Linked DNA regions of Anser cygnoides: region 2 is linked to region 1. The links are chromatin contacts, called in public Hi-C maps. All regions are on one chromosome and are shown on one strand. The core of a region is the stretch at or near the end of the contact, and the rest is flanking DNA. Distances in the headings are between cores, read along the strand shown.

What was found. Hi-C and Micro-C count contacts between places; a contact is called where the count stands out from the background.
Region 2: a Hi-C map of liver shows a contact between it and region 1, with 9 times the contacts expected there. The contact joins the promoter of ZCCHC2 here to the promoter of RELCH in region 1. A contact is called at or near these places in 2 of 7 Hi-C or Micro-C datasets (both in liver).

Annotation. Positions count from the first base shown.
Region 1 is chr2:82,436,837-82,442,491 of Taihu_goose_T2T_genome, forward strand. RELCH (RAB11 binding and LisH domain, coiled-coil and HEAT repeat containing) reads left to right here and starts at 4,020. Exons shown (of 30, transcript XM_066992522.1): 1 at 4,020-4,381; 2 at 4,384-4,650. The coding sequence starts at 4,159. PIGN (phosphatidylinositol glycan anchor biosynthesis class N) reads right to left here and starts at 3,906. Exons shown (of 29, transcript XM_066992524.1): 1 at 3,812-3,906.
Region 2 is chr2:82,580,236-82,586,661 of Taihu_goose_T2T_genome, forward strand. ZCCHC2 (zinc finger CCHC-type containing 2) reads left to right here and starts at 3,348. Exons shown (of 13, transcript XM_066992532.1): 1 at 3,348-4,455. The coding sequence starts at 3,490. LOC106039942 (a long non-coding RNA gene) reads right to left here and starts at 3,212. Exons shown (of 4, transcript XR_001209581.3): 1 at 2,638-3,212; 2 at 789-869.

The DNA.
Region 1 (5,655 bases), core at 2,770-5,269:
CCTCGATGTCCTTCCTGTACTGAGGGGCCCAAAGCTGAACACAGTACTCGAGGTGCGGCCTCACCAGAGCAGAGCACAGGGTGACGATCACCTCCCTGCTCCTGCTGGCTGCACTATTCCTGACACAAGCCAGGATGCCGTCGGCCTTCTCGGCCACCTGGGCACACTGCCGGCTCACGTTCAGGCGAGCATCAACCAGCACCCCCAGATCCTTTTCCTCTGCACAGCTTTCCAGCCACTCTGCCCCAGGCCTGCAGCGCTGCATGGGGTTGTTGTGACCAAAGCGCAGGACCCGGCACTCTGCCATGTTGAACCTCACCCCGCTGGCCTGTGCCCATCGACCCATCCTGTCCAGGTCCCTCTGCAGGGCCTCCCTACACAGATCGACACTTCCCCCCAGCTTGGTGTCGTCTGCAAACTTACACGTTCTCCTCTTACTTTGTGGGACATTATCGCATTTTTGTAAAGGCTGAAAATATTTCCAAGAGTCCCTTCTCACTTCTGTCTTATTTTTACTTCAGATCCCAACTTCAGATATATTATAAAGTCGGTTTCTATGGGTAAAGCTATACTTAACATACAAAAAATATTTATAAAATAGCTTATATTACATCAGGATTCAACAACCCTACAAAAATCAACACAAGAAGAGCAAAGACCGATGTGTTTCTACTCATTTTCTGCTTCAAGAAGTGCACGTTTAAAAATCCATGAAAAAATATGCATAGGCAGAAAAAATGGGTTTTGTTTTATACACTCCCCCCCCCAAAAAAAAAAACCAAAACAAAACAAAAACAAACAAACAAAAAACACAAGAAAACCCTCTGAAGGCTGTTTGTTTTTTTATCTCCTTACAAGCCATCCATATTTTGGATACCCAGCTTGACAGACCTATTTTTGGAACCTCATTTTCTGAGGCATATTAAGGTAAGCTATTCTTCAGACAAACAACTTGCACCCTTTAAAGGCAAAAGAAAATTTTAATTCCAGTAAGAAACAATGCACACCTTTTGGAGGCAGAAAAATAAATGAATTTGTAGATGTCTCCATCAAGTAAACTTATTTAATGCCTTGTTTCCAAAGCTTCAGCATCTTTTTCTGCCTCACACATCCTCCACGGTGATGGATGTTTCTTATGAGGCTTTCTTCTCAAGTCTCTTAAATTAGACTCTTAGAGTACCTATTTGTATACTGCAATAAACTATTTTTAAGCATATTGTTATTGCACAAGGCAGTTTAAACACACTTTTCTTCCTACGTTCTTCAGCTCTGGAATATGTACTTCAGCTGCGTTAACCTTATCCTAGGTGCCAGTAAAGTATTTTGGAGCAACTGAGGGACATCAGTGTAAATATTTCAATTAGTTTAATAAGCCAAAACAAACCTCTTAGGAAGTACTGAAAAAGAGGAATATTTTTGCACTATTTTAGGATAGAAGAGAAAAATTTAGTCCTTATTGTAAAACTACACAGAAGCCAGAAGCATCGCATACCTTAAAAGAAACGGAGACTTGTTTAAACCATCTTTAAACTTCAAATCACTTGTAAACATCGCAGATCACCACTAGAGGCTGCTACAGGACATCAGTAAGGGAAAAAAGGGAAAAAGACCACAAGCAGGTCAACTTTTAGTAAGTTCACACTGAGCATCCTTTAACTCTCCAGAAAGGAAAGCGACAAGATTTCCTTAACGAAATCCACCACACTGATTCCACCAAAGTACCAAGAGAAAACGCTTTTCTTATTTTTATTGTAATCTAAGTAAAAATCCCATTTTCAATATACTGCCGCTTCATTTTATGCTACAACCCATTCACACTCCCCTACTCTTTTCCTATGATATACACAATATGAAATCAGTATATTATTGGAAAAAAAAAAGTTTATTAAAGGACAGATTGATTGCATTTTAAGGAAAACGTATGTAAACTAAATACGGGAGTACCACTCTTTTATAGCATACTAATAGAACACGAATTAACCAGTTTGCAGTTATGGTACTAAGTACTCCTATATCTAGTAAGGCCCAGTAAAATAAGATTATAGGTAGTCTTGATACGGTTTCAATTAATTAGCAGAATGGTCACTTCCAAACACTCAGAAACACGTCTTTGTGCCTCCCTGAAATTTGGCCACTCTTCCATTAGAGATTTCAACCCCAGTTTTGCTTTCAGTAAAGCAACCAACAGAACTCCCAGTGAATCAGCTTGACACTAACAGAACTCCTACGAGCGTAGCAGGAACTGAAAGAGGATGTTTTCAAAGAAACAGAAGAGAAAGTAATGCTGACCCTGTTCAGCATTATTTCCAGTGAGCTGAACTTCCTTCAGTATGAACACATATTGAAGGCAGAGCGTAACAAAAGATGGCCTTGTCAGATGCACAACCCAGGTAACACCTTCACATCATCATTTTAATGAGAATGGTATACTTCCAGATAAAAAGCTTTTTACTACTCTGACTAATTCTCAGTCTTGAGGGACATGAGACAGGCATAAAGTAGAATCAAGACCCCAAAGTTCAGAAAGGCAAATTTTTCATTACTTAGGATACCAGTGCACAGGATCCCTTGGGAAAATGACCCCAGAGATAAAGGAATGAATGGGAGCTCAGAAATATTGAAAGACATTTTTCATAGGGCACAAGAGCTCTCAATCCCAACACGCAAGAAGTCTGGCAGGGGTGGCAGGAGACCAACTTGGCTGAGTCGGGCCATCTTAGCCAAACTGAAACACAAAACCAAAATCGACAGGCAGTGGAGGCGGGACACAAATCCGGAGAAGATAACAGGGATAAGGTCTGGGAGGGGATCACGAAAGCAAAGGCACTGCTGGAGCTGAACTTGGCTAAGGGTTTCTTCATTGAATTATTGAGATTTTTCTCACAAGGTACATAGGATGATCAAAAGATTAAAAAAACTGTATCCCATCCTCTGTCCCCCAGACCACCAGGTGGGCAAGGCATTGGCTGGGTGGTTGCATTCAGACAGCTGCTGCGGTCAATGGCTCTATGTCCAAGAGGAGAGCGGTGACAAGTGGTGTCCCTGCTGTGGCGAGGTGGGGGTTGGTCTATTCTCCCACGTGCCTGGTGACAGGACGAGGGGGAATGGGCTAAAGTTGCACCAGGGGAGGTTTAGGTTGGGTATTAGGAAGAACTTCTTTACTGAAAGGGTTGTTAGGCATTGGAACGGGCTGCCCAGGGAAGTGGTTGAGTCACCGTCCTTGGAGGTCTTTAAAAGACGTTTAGATGTAGCCCTTAGTGATATGGTTTAGTGAAGGACTTGTTAGTGTTAGGTCAGAGGTTGGACTCGGTGACCTTGGAGGTCTCTTCCAACCTAGATGATTCTGTGATTCTGTGATTCTGACGGGCCTGTACCAGGACACGTGCAGAACAAGCCCCAGCACAGGACGGACAGAGAGCTGTTGGAGCGAGCCCAGAGGGCCGTGGGGATGCTCAGAGGGGATGCCGCCCCTCTCCTACGGGGACAGGCTGAGGGAGCTGGGGTTGTTCAGCCTGGAGAAGAGAGGGCTCTGGGGAGACCTTACAGCAGCCTTCCAGTACCTAAAGGGGGCCCAGGAGAGCTGGGGAGGGACTCCATGAGCAGTGAGGACGGAGCTCCCAACCCTGACGGCGGCCAGAGCCCAGCCCAGCCCAGCCCAGCCCAGCCCTGACCCCCTCCCCTCCCCTCCCCTCCCCTCCCCTCCCCTCCCCTCCCCCCCCCCCCTCCCCTCCCCTCCCCTCCCCTCCCCTCCCCTCCCACGTCCCCCGGCCCCGCTCCCCGCAGCGCGCACTGCGCAGGCGCCACAACTCACTCGCCTCCCGCCGCGCGCCCGGCCGCGATCCCCTTCCGCTTCCGCGGCCCCCGCTGCCAAGAAGCCCCGCCCACCCCCGCAAGCCACGCCCCCAGCCCCGCCCACGCCCCCACAGGCGGCGGGGACGGGGCCGTCGGGCGGGCAGCGCTCGCGAGAGCGGCGAGCCGGAAGAGGCCGCGGGGCGGGCTGCGGAGCGCAGTGGGCGGCGGGCGGGCGGGCGCGCGGGAGGGCCTCGCCTCGCGTCGCCGGCGGCAGCGCCCGCAGCAGCCGGGGCGGGCCCGTCCCCGGTCCCGTCCCCGCCGAGGCGGCTCCGCGCGGGCCCCGCCGCGGTCTCGTCGCGCCGCAAGATGGCGGCGGCGGCGGGCGGGGGCGGCGGCGGCGGCAGCGTGAACCCCTTCCTCAGCGACTCGGAGGAGGACGAGCCCGGCGGCGGGCGGCCCGGCGGCGGCGGCGGCAGCAGCAGCAGCACGGAGCCGGGCGGGCCGGCCGAGCCGCGGCGGGAGGAGCCGGGCAGCCCCGAGGAGCCGGCGGGCCCGCGGGCGGCGGGGGCGCCGGGCGATGGCGGGGCGGGGCCGGGGCCGGGGCGGCGGGGGAGCCGCCGCGGGTGTCGATGGACGCGATGGCGGCGCAGCTGCTGCGGGACCAGTTCCTGCTGACGGCGCTGGAGCTGCACACGGAGCTGCTGGAGAGCGGCCGCGAGCTGCCCCGCCTGCGGGATTTCTTCTCCAACCCCGGCAACTTCGAGAGGCAGAGCGGCACGCCGCCCGGCGCCGGGGGAGGCCTGGCCGGCAGCGTGCTGGGGGCGGCCGGCGGCAGGGAGCCCGGCCCCGGGCAGCTCAGTAAGTGCCGGGGGGACGGGGCGGGCGGCCGGGCTGCCCCCGTCCTGCTCGCGGGTCCCGGGGAGCCTCGGCCTGACGGCGGAGGCCGGGCACGGGGCAGGAGCTGAGGTGGCTCCTGAGATGGGTGCTGGGCTGCCCTGGGCCTCGTGTGCCCTCCCGAGTACCTCCCCTCAAGAAGGAACGCGTGTGTTGCATGGCGAAAGGGCTGTCGAAACCCCTGACCCATCCCTTTAAAGTCTCACGGGATGGCTGAGGTTGGAAGGGATCTCCCGAGACAGCCTGGTCCGGCCGCCTGCTCGGGCAGGGTCACCCAGAGCACGTTGCGCAGGGTCACGTAACAGCTGTCAGAAACGGGCTGTCAGGAGCCCGCGCGGTGTTCCTGTCAGCGCGGTGCTTAGGCGCCCAAGGGTGGGCCTCAGTTCCGCGGGTACTGCCTGGTCGCACACCACTAGCGCAGTGTTTCCGATAACCAGTGCTGCCAGGCTTTCCAGGCGCTTGCAGTCTTGGGCTCTCCGTTTCGGGGATCACCACTTGGGATGGGGGGAAGTATACTGGACTAGCGTACCTACTGGAAGCGGTGAGGGTGTTTCAAAAGGTGTGGCATAGCTGGCCTTAAAAGCTTTTAGGTTTTAGTAGTAGAGCAGATGGCTTAGAATAGAATTACTTGTGTGATTTAACGATACGGCTGTTGAGAACAGTAGAGTTTTAAAAACCTGGTAGCTAATGGAAGTGGCACTGAGAGAGAGAAGTTGCCCAGCCACCTGACTTTTGAGGTCCTAATGAACTCCTGGCCAGCGCTGAAATGAACGCTGTTCTTTTCAGCAGACTGTTGAAAGGGTTATCTATACATATATTCCAAGATACCTAGTGGCGTTCTGCACGTAGTCCTATACTTCCGTTTACTTTACAATAAAGTTTCTAATGTTGCAAAGACCTGCAGTCAGACTTAAAAATTGGAAAGAACTGGTGGTATCTGGATGACTTGGATTGTAGGAGGCACATAGG
Region 2 (6,426 bases), core at 2,098-4,597, 140 kb after region 1:
TTCGTACATTTCTCGTCTGCATCCAGCTGAAAATAGTAATAATTCACCTTTGACAGCAATGTAAAAAAAGGGTTGTGGCCTCAGTTCAGCTTCCCTTGAACGGTGAACTGAAATTTGCAACCGTGTTTCGTAACATTGTCTTTATTGGCCAGCTTGCCACAGAGTCCTGGGACAGGTGACCTTTGCAAATGAATAACCAACAACTTTGACTTTAGAAATAGGCTTTCATAACGATGTTAATCCCAGGGACACACCCTCAGCCTACACTGAACTTATTTTCCAGTAACTTTAAATCCAAAGCTATGTGTAAACTATTTAAACTGTGTTTAATACAGTATATTTATTCCTGCACAGGGTGCAAATGAAATCAGGACTATGGGTCATCTTCTGAATTTCACTAGGTACATTAAGTCTGAAAAATGCATGTCTTCATTCCGCACATGCGTATTGAAAAAAATCTCATTCCTTAAACATAGCTTTAGCTTTCAAAACTGTCTAATAACGTACCATGAAATGATCTATCCATCATGTCTAATCTTAAATGATAAAGACTTCCTGCCAATACCATTTTAAATTTACTTGAAGAGGAAGTTATGGTATCAGATTTTAAAAATCAGTATTAAAGCAAGCACTTAAATACATTTTTCCGTTATTGAAAATATAATCAGGCTGCAAATTATGTGTTTGGGAAGATGGCTAAGTAAATGTCGCCATTTTATCAGTTGACTTGGTTTTTGACTGAGATCCAACCTTAGAGGTGATACTGACACCCTAACCCTTCCACATACCATCAGGCTGCCTTGCTCCAAGCCACTAGACCCCATCTGCACCCATTATGCACAGAGGAATATAAGCTTGTTCAGCTCATCCTGAAAAAGAGGACAAAGGAAAGAATAAATGAGCTCAAATATTCAAAAACCATTAAAGCAATAAGATTTTTTTTTCAATGTAATAACATATTGATTTGTCAGGTTTTGTTTTCAGTGAATTTCAAATTGTCGTGTTCTCAAGACTTTTTTCTTCCAGAGAGTCCTGACTAAAAGGTAATGATCACCTGTTTCACAAAAGGTAAGCTACTCAAAAAAACACCAACTCTCATAAGATAAATGGCAAATCATGAGTGAGCAAAACTGCTCCAAACCTTTATTGGGGATCTTTACTTGCTGCTCTAGTTAGGCTATTCCCTCCATATGTACCGCACCATAACTAGCTGGTGTGTAGCTGCTTTGAGTGATTTGCACTTGTTTTCCTGCAAGTCTATGGTATGCATCATGCAGAAGTCGCAGTTCTTTCTCCCATCTCCTCTAACATGCTATTAAGAAAATCAGATTAGAACATCTCAAGGGCAGCGTATCACAGCAGTGTTCGTGCATTGCCCCGCTGCTTTCTTCTTCCATTCCCAGCCCTGAGTTTCACTTTCATTTCCTCTGGATACTCAGAGTCCTTGTTCCACATTGTCCTGTTTCTTCTTGCTGCCAACTCCCTGAGCTACTGAAATGCTTCTAAGCCCACTTAGAGTATCTTTGTTTTCTTTTTGCCTTCTCACACCAGTCCCTTTCCTGTTTTTTTTTTTTCTTGTTTTGTTTTGTTTTTCCTATATTGCAAATCTGTTTTCCTCAGGTATCATAATTTAAACCATTAGAAAACCAGAGATACAAAGGGGCTGAGTTAATCAGGTTCTTCAGCTTAGTTGTGAAACTTAGCATCAGCTTGGGAACTATCACATCGGGATGGACGTAGGCACATGCTCAAGTATTTTCTGGACTTGGGGAGTGTACTTTCAACCATTACCCTCATGCATGTGCAATTTTTCATACCTTTGTGGACTTATGAATGGTTCAGTGGACTTTCTCTTTCTCTCATTGCCTTCTTCCCTCCCACCAAAATTAAATTCATTTTCCCCCCTCCATGGTGTCATCTGTTTGGAACTATGTCACGTTTTATTCGAATCACATATTGTTAAAATATGAGAAATGTTATTTCTAACACCCATACAATTTTAATTCTGATCCTGCAAATTCTATTCAGATGAAACAGCCGTTCAAAGTAGAGGCCTCTGGTCATGTTTCAGTAAATCCATGATTTCAGCTTAGTATATCTGCTGTGATAGTCATGGCTGATTTTATTTGGAAACAAAACAAAACAGAAAACTCGTAATAATGAGACAAGAATTATTGCTTCATAATGGTAAGAAAATATTATCTTGGGATATTATGATAACTGTTCTATTAACTGTAAGTATTTGGAGTGATTCATCGGTCCAGCCAGGCCCTAACCAGTGAACAGCATAGGAAGATAAAATGGAAGAATAAAGGGGTTTATGAGACCTCTTACACCTACTCTTCACCTTCCTGGTTCTGGGACTGATGAAGAACTGCTAGCAATCTGGGAGAAAACAGTAGAACAACTTCCTGCTCCCTGCTACATTTCTGCTGTCACAAGCCTTGGAAGAGGCCGTGATGGCAGTGACCATGGTCTGTGAAGGTAATGAAAGAGTGGAGTTAGCTGAATCGGGTTCAAGTCTATTTGTGTTACTAGAAGAGGTCAAAGCAGCCATTAGGAAAGTATAAACCTAACATATACTACCTAAAAGTTTATTTTTTAATAGAATGTATGTATGTGAGTATATGTACTCACTGAATATATATAAGAAATCAGGATATGGTTTAGTCTGTAACCACCACTGAAGAGTACACTGAAGGTCTGTGTCAAATCTGAACGATGCATGCAAGATTATTACAATCTGCATGACATTTACTTGGTTGTTTAATAAATAGGCTCTTTCATGGCAGCACAATCAGCTCCCGGACAGACAGATAAGGGGGGGGTTAGCAGCGGCCCTTCGTACTTTGTTGCTGTAAGCTGTTTAGGGACGCTGCTTTGCATAATTCTAATTAGCGGGCCACATTTTGTTCTTCACCGTGATGGGACGGGTTTTGCGATTCTGTTTTCAGTTACGCCGTCTTTATGTAAACGTGCGGGAGCCGGAGCAAGAAGCAAGATTGCTCGGGCTGTTCAATCCGATAACTGCGGGCTCCCCGCAGGCCTGGGAACAGAGCAGGGCGGCGGCAGCGCCCTCACAGCGCCCACCCTTAGGGAACCCTTCCTCCTGGCGGCGCCCCCCTCAGCACGCCACACACCCCCCGCAGCGGCCCTAACGGCCCCAACGGCCGCCCCGCCCCGCGGTCGCGAGCGCGCTGACGTCGGCGGCGCCGATAGGGGCAGCGGCAGGAGGAGGAGGCGGCGGCCGGGGGGGCGCTGCGGGAGCCGCCGCCCCCTCCCTCCCTCCCTCCCTCCGGCCCCCCCCGTTTCCCGGCACGCACCGGAGCGTTGCCCCCGCGCGCGCCTCTCCCGCGCCGGCAGGGCCGCGGCGGCGATGAGCGGCGGCTCCGCCTGAGCGCCGCCGCCACCCCCCTTCGTCCCCTTCCCCTCCGCGCCCAGCCCCGCAGCCGGGCCCCGCGGGACGCTGGCGGCCGCCCCTCGCCGAGGATGCTGAAGATGAAGCTGCCCCTCAAGCAGACGAGCCACAAGGCGGCGGCGGCGGAAGAGGCGGCGGCCGCGGGGCTGGGGCTGAAGGAGCCCGGCGCGGCCCTGGACTGTCACCTCCAGCTGCAGCAGCTGCCCCGGCCGCCGGCCCGCGGGGGAGCCGCCGCGGGGAGGGGGTGCGGGCCGGACAGGCCGAGCCAGCTGCACGGCTTGGGAACCGGGACGGGGCCCGGGCCCGGCCCGCCGCCTCCCCCCGCCGCCGCCGCCGCCACGCCGAGCGCTGCCGGTGGCGGTGCCGGCGGTGGGCCCGGCGCGGCGGCGGCCCGCACCGACAAGGAGACGGTGTACGAGTGGTTCGGGCTGGTGCTGGGCTCGGCGCAGCGGCTGGAGTTCATGGTGGGGCTGCTGGACCTGTGCAACCCGCTGGAGCTGCGGTTCCTCGGCTCGTGCCTGGAGGACCTGGCCCGCAAGGACTACCACTGCCTCCGCGACTCGGAGGCCAAGGCCAACGGGCTGAGCGACCCCGGGCAGCTCGGCGACTTCCGCGACCCGGCCGTGCGCTCCAAGCTCATCGTCTACCTGGCCCTGCTGGGCTCCGAGAACCGCGAGGCCGCCGGCCGCCTGCACCGCCTGCTGCCCCAGGTGGACTCCATCCTGCAGAGCTGCCCGGCAAGGCGGCCCCCGGCGGGCGCTGCCGAGGAGGAGGCGGCCGAGGAGGAGGAGGACGACGACGACGACGTGGTGGTGGTGATGGACGGCGCCGGGGAGAACGGCCAGGCTCCCCTCCCCGCCGCCCAGGGCCTGGGCTTCGGCGCGCAGGAGGAGCTGCTGCTGCTCTTCACCATGGCCTCGCTGCACCCGGCCTTCTCCTTCCACCAGCGGGTCACCCTGAGGGAGCACCTGGAGCGCCTGCGGAGGGCCCTGTGCGGGGACCAGGACGAGGAGGGCTTCGGCCGCCCCCGAGCCCAGGTAACGGCGTGCCCCGCGCCCTGCCCTCCCGCTGGGCGCCCTCCCCTTTCTTCGCCCCCTCCCCGTGATTTTCTAGGAGCCGAGGCGAAGCCCCCCCACCCCCGTGGGATGGGCAGAGGGCACCCAGAGAGCCCTGCCCCCCTTCTCTGTAGGGCCTGCTGCGAATGTGGGGCTGTGACGTAATACTGCCCGGTATGACGTAGTGGGGGGGGGGGGGGGTGCTTTTTCTGGCCAGCCATGCTTTCTGGTGCGCTGCCTTTAGAGCCCCCGTGTTGCTAGAGCGTAGGATGCAGAGTGCCCGTAAAGCTCGAGCGGCTGCCTCGTACGCTGCAGGCCGCTGAAGAAGTTGCACGATGCAGAAGTGCAAGCGGCAGCTTGGCTAAACTCGTAAAAATAATCATAACGCCAGATCGAAACCATACGGCCTGAGAGAGCTTGCTGCAGGGGCTCCAAACAATAGAAGGTGTTGGGGCAATTTTCACGTGGAAGCTGCTCTCTCCCCCCAAAAATGAGACTTGGCAAGGATCAGGGCTGTAGTTAAGGGTCAGCGGCCGCGAGGCTGGTTCTCAAAAGCCGCGTTCCGTGAGGTGGTTGAAGGCCTTTGGGAAGGGGTGGTAATCGTTTTACTAAACGAGCAAATTAAAATGTCACAACTGCAACTTCTGTTCAGAGAAAAGCTTAATTTCTGGGTGGCTGTCAGGAAGCAGCAGAGCACATCTTGAAAGCAGATGTGCCACTTGTTGCTGGAAGGTGGCTGTCACAGAGCGAGGACTCTCCATGAGTGGCACTGAAGCATTCTCATATGCAGCAGCAATATCTAAACGTGGGTTTTTCCCCCCTGGCCACCCATTGCTGCCCTTTTGGTGAATGTTTGCTTTAAAAAAAATCCGCCCCATATTTATGCAACCAAGTCATCGTCTTGGAGCTCTGCAGTTTTTGGTCTATAGATGGCCTCTCGTGCAAAGAGGAAGAAAGGGCTGGAAGATAGGTACTTACAATGCAGATAGGCTGTTAAAACCAACACATTCGTCAGGGGCTTAACAGAAAAAGGTACAAACATTTTTTTTTTAAATTTACTTTTGATGCTGTCCAGTTCATCCACTCACAGAAAACTGCTGTGATTCTAAAGGAATGGCCCTTGATCTGCTTGGTAAAGACAGGATGTGCTTTTGAGGACTACTGAAAGGAGACAGGGATTTTTAAGACTTCAAATATGCTAAGTACACGCTTGTACCATTTTAAGGCCAAAGCACATTTGGCAGGTCATAAACTAGTGGGTGGATGTTATGGTACTGAAATCATACTGAATTCATAGCATAAGTCCAAAAAGTGTTTATTTTGGCTCACTGAGCTGTATCGAGTCTAGCTCTCCCAAAATGTCCTGCAAGTCCCTGTAGAGGGGGGGAAGATGGGGTTACAGGAAGCGGTAAGGCTGGACGCTGCCCTTGCTGGGTTTGAAGTGCTAATAACTAGAAGCACGCTTCCTGGCTGAAGCTGGCACACCAGCTCTAAGTGCTCAGCGTGCCCCACCAAAGGCACTGGGAGAGCAGGCTCCCATGAACTACTGGAATTGCAGTCTGCTCCGTGTGGCGTTCTGGCTTCGGCGTAAAAGCAGGCTTCCAAGTTGTGGTGGTTTCTTCTGCAGAGGGAACACGGAGAGATCCGAACCAGCTTGGCTGAACATGCATGTCACATACTGCCTGGTCTGCGCAGGGCTCAACTGCATGCCTTCTGCAAGGTTTTTTTTTTCTTATTGGTTAAACTGTAAATAGAGCAGAGCCTCTTCTGGGAAGCAGCGGCTGACAGGGCACAGAGGGACTGCTGTGTTTCTGCCGAGGCTGTTCAGTTCAGGTTTGCAGGGACCCTGACAGGTGAAAATGGAAGGTGACGGAGTCAGCGTGGCTCAAGGCTTCCCTCACAAAATGCCGCTGTTCCGTTACACGGGGCCGATTTAAAATCCCGTCAGGCGCC